Regions from separate parts of the Mus musculus genome. Here region 1 is linked to region 2. The links are chromatin contacts, called in public Hi-C maps. All regions are on one chromosome and are shown on one strand. The core of a region is the stretch at or near the end of the contact, and the rest is flanking DNA. Distances in the headings are between cores, read along the strand shown.

The links. Hi-C and Micro-C count contacts between places; a contact is called where the count stands out from the background.
Region 1: a Hi-C map of bone marrow-derived macrophages shows a contact between it and region 2, with 25 read pairs. The contact joins two enhancer-like sites. A contact is called at or near these places in 1 of 15 datasets of contacts at CTCF or cohesin (large pre-B cells), 1 of 484 Hi-C or Micro-C datasets (bone marrow-derived macrophages), 1 of 115 datasets of contacts at active chromatin or transcription factors (the 230-238 cell line) and 1 of 9 other capture datasets (embryonic stem cells).

The regions. Positions count from the first base shown.
Region 1 is chr16:10,895,441-10,898,827 of GRCm38.p6, reverse strand. No RefSeq gene overlaps it. Among named protein-coding and RNA genes, the nearest start is that of Gm21859, 18 kb to the left of the region's middle. Within about 2 kb of position 1,272, at least 40 of the 459 cell types and tissues checked have an H3K27ac peak or open chromatin away from gene starts, as enhancers often do. A contact at or near this core is called in bone marrow-derived macrophages, where this site is marked.
Region 2 is chr16:10,564,214-10,567,590 of GRCm38.p6, reverse strand. The region is part of intron 3 of Clec16a (C-type lectin domain family 16, member A); the gene reads right to left. Among named protein-coding and RNA genes, the nearest start is that of Clec16a, 21 kb to the right of the region's middle. Within about 2 kb of position 1,905, at least 35 of the 459 cell types and tissues checked have an H3K27ac peak or open chromatin away from gene starts, as enhancers often do. A contact at or near this core is called in bone marrow-derived macrophages, where this site is marked.

The sequences.
Region 1 (3,387 bases), core at 23-2,522, 330 kb before region 2:
ATATCCACAGGGTATTTATGTGGGTTTGGGGATCTGCACTCTGGTCTTTACACTGGTGGCAAGTGTTTTAACCACTTCGCCATCTCCCTGGCCCCATGTCAGGCTTTGATTGGCAGCTCTTGGAGCACAGGGCTGCTGAGTGCCCTCCAGTGTCACACTCTCTGTGACTTTAGGACAACCTCCGAGTGGAGGACATAGCTGTCCCCTGATCTTGCCAGCTGCTTTAATGTCTGTGGTCTGTCTTTTCTCCACACCCAAGCATCCCTGGCACCTCCTGGTCCTGCAGAGCCTCCTCTTACAGGGGACCTCACAGTGGACAAACTGTGCTAGCATCACTCTCTGGAGACCAAGGCTGTCCTGAATGGCCAAGAGGAGAGGTTATACACTATGGTGCTGGGCTGCCAGGCTGGACACCTCTATGTGAGTGGGCTGTTGGGAAGATGTCTGGGAACAGAGCACCCACTCACCTCGTCTGCACAGGCCTGACACACACACAGACACAGGCACACAGACACACACAGACACTCACACACAGACACAGGCACACAGACAGACACACACACACATATACACAGACACACACACACACATATACACAGACACACACACACACATATACACAGACACACACACACACACACAGAGGTCAATGACCATAGGGTTCTTTCCCAGAGCCTGGAGGGATGCCTGGTGGCTTGGAATCCTCGAAATGTGAGTAACCTTCCCACCCCAATTGTCCGTGTTCAGTTTTATCACCTCTGATCCAGACTAGCATGATGTTTTTCTGCCTGGAATCTTTGCCTCCCTCTGTGTCTCATGCTACAGTCTGCTTGGCAGCCATAGGGAACGTTACAAGATGCTAGCATGGTTTGTTATAGCCCTGCCCCAAGAACTCACAGCTTGCCTTGGGATGGCAAGCCCAGTTCTGCTGCCACAGCTGCTTCATCCAGGTCCTCTACTGCCTTCCTGAATCTTTCCTGCCTCAGGTCCTTGGCACATCCTGCAGTTGGAGCTGCCACTGCTCCTTCAGCTTCAGTTTCCTTCTGCCATCTATAGAGAGTAAATTCACACCTCTTGTCTCCTTAAATGATTTCGCCACTCCCCACACCCACACACTCCCCACCTTATCCCCCCACCTCTCTATTCCCAGTTCAGCTCTGAGCCTCTATGTGACATGGTCTACTTACGTTTGCATGATTGCCTCTCCAGTCTGCTCTGCCGGTTGTAGTGCTCCCAGGGGCTTCCCTAGGAACCATGACTTCTCCAATTTCAAGGGGTGTGGTATATAATAATTGCTTAAGGCGTCATTGTAAGTCAGTCAGCTTGATGCTATTTATAGTTCGCTAGCCTGCAGAAATAGCAGTGTCTCTTTCAGGCCTGTGGGTTCGTGGTCTCTGTCACAGTGACTTCATGTCCTTACTCAGTGTGCAAGTACAGAAGTAATTGCTTAGTGAGTATGTGCAACTATATCCAAATAAAACTTTATGGGACTGGAGGGATGGCTCAGCAATTAAGAACACTTGGTGTTCATTCAGAGGACCCTAGTTCAATTCCCAGCACCCATAACCACCCTTAACTCCAGCTTGAGGCATCTGATGGCCTCTTCCAGCCTCTACAGGCACCTGTATTCATACCTAGAGACACAGGACTAAATATACAAATAGCAGATGGCGGGGTCAGGAGGACCTCTGAGAGTATGTAGCTCACCTGGTCAAATTCCAGACCAGCCAGGACAATACAGGCTGCACTGGCCTGTGGCCTTTGATTTGCAGTCTTGGCACATACACCCTAGCCTCACATGGCCCATGTCCCTGGGCCTCAGCTCCCTTTCTTGTGGAGTGGGCAGTGTGTCTGTTTTTCCATAGTGGCCATAGCTCAGAGAGTAACTGGTCCTAAGCACGTGACATGTTTACCAGGCCCTCATTAGACTCCTGACCCGCTCAGGAGAGATCACCACAACCTCCAACAAGCATTTATTGAACACCGACTGTGTGCACACAGAATAAAATAGTGCTTCTCTTCTCTAGGAAGGAAGATGAAGCCAAGCATGCAGTGGGATGAGCATCCCATCCCAGGACTTCACTTCCCCATAATCTCGGGGGCTGGCAGTGGCTCCTCCAGATGCTGGCCAGTAATGTCCAAGGGGAAATGTAAGACCCCTGAAGCTGGACCTCCGTTCAAGTCCTGGGATGAGCTGGCCAGCACTCCAATGACTCGAGAGAAAACCACACCTGATGCAAACTGCAAGAGTCTTTATTATCAGCTAGCTGAGGAGGAACTCCTTCTGTCATGCAGGGCAGGGGAGTTTGACCCCCAGCAGTAACAGTAGGGGGCTTTTAAAGGAAAAGTGAGGAATTGGGAGGAGTTGGGAAGAGAGTTGGCTGCAGCTCCTCTCTGGCGAGGGATGGGGAGTGAGCTGCAGCTCCTCTCCAGGTCTATCTCCGTGTCCTTGGCTCAGGGAGCCAGGCAAGCGCCTGGATAGGTCTTTTTACAATTATCGCATCTCTGGTTGTAAGTATAGAAACAAAAAGGCTTTTTGCTGTCTATAGAGAACAAAGAGCTTCTTTCTGGCTGTATCCCCAGAGATCGGGAAAAACAGACTTGGGGGAACATCCAGGGGCTTTACCTCCCACGGAGAAACGCTCTGAGTTGGGGTCTCACAGAAACAGAACAGAATACCAAGCCAGACACTGCAGGTGTGGCTCCCAGTGGCCTTTATGGCTTCCTTAGCCAGAGATTTCTGAGTGATGCTCCAGGCCAAATACAGCCACATGTGTGCTTTTATGGCCTGCTTATTCTGAGAACTGGAAGATTTTAGACAAATCCTGGGTTTCTGTTGTTTATAAGAAAAGAAAAATCAGAAGGCCTGGCCCCCACATAGACTCAAACTCTAGCTGAGAACATCTGGCCAGGAACAAGGCTGGAGACGCCTCCATTTACAGTCATTCTGATCTCTTCTCTGCCCAGAGCTGCGCCTTGGTGGGGAGGCGACTCTATGGCAGAAACATTGCCTAGGCTCTGGGCTCTGGCCAACACTGCAACCAAGAACAGAAGGTTTCGTCACACACATTTTCCTCCCTAGCTGATTCCTTTCCTTCCATCAATTCCAAGAAACCATGTTTGCTTTTATCTTAAAGTCAACTGTCAGAGTTCTCCATCAGTACAGACATGAAGACAAGAAATCAACCAGCTATGGTGCCTGGTGTCTTCCAGCAGCTGCCTTGTGGGTGTTGAGTGAATAATTGATCATTGTGTTTCCTCTTGCTGGGTTACATATTGCCCCCAATATAGCAACTTAAACATGTGTTTTTCTGCCCCTGAACTCAGAACTGCAAAGGAATCTCCCTGGATTATAACCATGGTCAGCACCACTGAGATCCTTGTAGA
Region 2 (3,377 bases), core at 656-3,155:
TATGGGACATAGATACAGATGTATGCTGTGCAGGCCCCACTCAGTTAAGGCCCGGTGTATCTGCAGTTCCTTCGGAAGCTTGTTCATACCCCTGCCCTGTCAGCATCTTCTCTCAAGGCAGGGAACCACTCCAACCCCATCTCTATAGACTTGTGCACCTGCTTGTGAACCTTACACAGAGGAGCCAGACAGGATGAGGGTATCAGTGTCTGGCCTCGCACTCATCACTGCATCTGAGTGTTGTCATAGAAACAGGATGAGGCTGTCAGTGTCTGGTCTCTCTCATCACTGCGTCTGAATGTTGTCATAGCCACACTACCTCCCCCTCTTTGCTGTTAAAACTGTCCCCAACTTACTTATCCACCTGTGATTTACCATGTAACATAATACTTAGGTGCTTCTGACAACTGGAACACTTGTGATCTGGCAATGGGAACAGGAGGAGGAAATTAGGACATCTCAGTAAGTTCTGTATTTATAGGCCAGTTGCTTCTGGGCCACAAATGGCACAAAAGCTAGCAGCTTAAGGTGTGTGAAGAAAGTCTGGCTACATTCTACACCTGAGACAGCCACAAGGTTCATCTGCTCCTCACAGGGGCTTTTTTAAGTCCTCTACAAGGTTCTGTGGGGGGTTAGGGATCAGTAAAGGGGCCCACTGTGTGGCTGGGATTTTTCTACTACCCCCTCACTGTGGCTGACATTCTGTGGTATTCTGTTATAATAAACCTGGGAGTCAGTAAGTAATCTCAGTCTCTTGGGCCTCTGTTACTTAGGTCACCAAACAAAGAGGCAACAGTAGCATCTGTGCAATGCCTCCCTGTAATAGCGTAATAGTGAGAACCTGGAAAGCACCTAGATGCCCACAGTCAGGTTCATTTAATAACAATATAGATCAGGGCGAGTCACATGCAGGAACAGCAGAGTGAGTAGGACGGCCTGCATGGCTGGGTGCAGGGTGGGAGGCTACAGGCACCTGACTGCACTTCTGTGACTATGTTATGCTGTTTTACAATGACTCCCCCACTAAAACTAAAAAGTAAAAATAAAAGCAGCAGGGCATATGGCATACATATACTGTGATGGTGGCACTCAGAGACTGAAGCAGAGCTGGGTGTTGTGGCCCATGCCTTTAATCCCAGCACTTTGGAAGCTGAGGCAGGAAGACTGAGAGTTTGAGGCCAAACTACACTACAAAGAGAACACTGCCTCAAAAGCTACTTTTAATAAACTGTCCTGAAAGCCAAAGGTGTGTGTCTGCTGGGCTTTGCAGGCAGCTCCCACACTGCTCCCACTTCCTTTTAGAGCCATGCACATGTCGGATCACTTTTGTATCGAATCTGAAATAGCACCAATGCAGAGGGCAGAGAGGGTCATCAGGAGCCATGTCTGGAGAAGTGGGGAGACTGGAATAAAGGTCACAAGAGCCCTGTGAGGCAGCTAAGTTCTCCATTACAGATTGGTGACCCGTGATGACAGCTAATGGCTCCGACCTAGAGGTCTGAAATCCTCAGACAGGAAGTTCTGAAAGGTGATGTACATGTCAGCTGCACAGCAGAGGCCACCTCAAAGGATTTACATCAGATCTTCAAGGTACTTCACCAAGAAGCTAAAACTTTCAAAGGACGTACTGTTAATCCTAGCCCTAAATGGATTTCAAAAGGGTCACCAAGATAAAACTCCAAAGACCCCATATTAAAGGTCAAGACTTTGGAATTGTCCCAATGGCCTCAGAACATTCCTGAGCCTGCACCTCAGAGCTGGATCTTCCCCTCTGAGCTCAGAAACCACACTTATTCCAGATCCAGCGAAACAGAAGCTGATAACAAGGGAAACCACACAGGGAGATGTGAATTAGCACCATCTGTGGTCAGGGGGAGGAGGAGGAGGGCTCTGTGGCTACAGCACCACCTAGTGGCCACTGCTAAGGTCACCACCACCCAGCAACTTGATTTGCCCCAAGAAGTCAGTACCTGCCTTTGCTCTGGGCGCTCCACCGTTTTTTCTCTTGCTTTCAAGAGCAGGACCTGCACTGTGCTGCATTTGGAGTAAGTAACTAGCACAGAATGAAATTAGGCTGGCTCAGTCCCAGCATAGATAAGGGTCTGGTAATGCTCTGCTGAAGGTCTGCCCTGGGGATTGCAGCCTCCCTCTACTCGGATGGACTATGACAACTAAGAGCAGCTCCAGAAAATGCCAGCACCACACTGAGGACCACTGAGTGTATTCTCCTGTGCTAAAATCTCTCCTCTACTCTGAATGTGCTGTACTGGTTACTTTGGGTCCATGACTCAAACTTTCTTGGAGTTATAACAAGAGCCTCCGTAGCCCCTGCCTCTCAGAAGAATAAATGGGGCTGAGGGTTGAACTGAGTTAAATTCTTGCTTGCTGGGCAACAAAACTGAAGCAGAGGCACCCCTAAGACCTCTCTGCCTTCTCCATTGCTCTTAGAAGTGCTGGCCTATGTACTCCTCAGTCATTAGATCTTTGAAATTGAACCATGCTGAGGGGATGGCAAGTCAATCAGCAGGAGTCCTTCATGGAACCCTACCACACTGAACTACCCTCAACATAGTCAAAAGCTGCACATGTCGTTTCCAGTGTGACTACATGTGATGACAGGGTAATTACGATTAAATGAGTTTGCAGGGTCAGGCTCCACCCCTGACAGAATTAGTGCCCCATGGAGTCAGAGAGACCAGAGGTTGAGCTCTCTGACTTCATTCTCTCACAGGCGGGGCCAGGTACTGTGAGAAGGTAGCTAAGGTCTAATGTGGCCCCAGGTTTCATGAGTCCTAACCTCTATTCCTGAAATGAGGCCACGTTAGGAAGTAAGGCTTATGAGTGGTATTTAGGTGATGGAGTGAAGCTGTCATGAGTGGGTTAATATCTTTCTCACTGTGAATTTCTCCTCTCCTGGCCCTTGACGAGTTAGTTACCTTAAGAGCAAGTTCCTGCAAGCTGACAAGAGAGCTCAGAAAGTAAAGGCTCTTGCCACCAATGCCGAACTCCACCGACAAAAGGAGAACGGTTACCTCTCTTCCACTGTCACGTGCACTCTGCAGTGTGGCCGTGTGCACACACTCACATCTCTTCCACTGCCACGTGCACTCTGCAGTGTGGCCGTGCGCACACACTCACATCTCTTCCACTGTCACGTGCACTCTGCAGTGTGGCCGTGCGCACACACTCACATCTCTTCCACTGTCACGTGCACTCTGCAGTGTGGCCGTGCGCACACACTCACATCTCTTCCACTGCCACGTGCACTCTGCAGTGTGGCCGTGCGCACACACTCACATCTCTTCCACTGTCACGTGCACTCTGCAGTGTGGCCGTGCGCACACACTCACATCTCTTCCACTGTCACGTGCACTCTG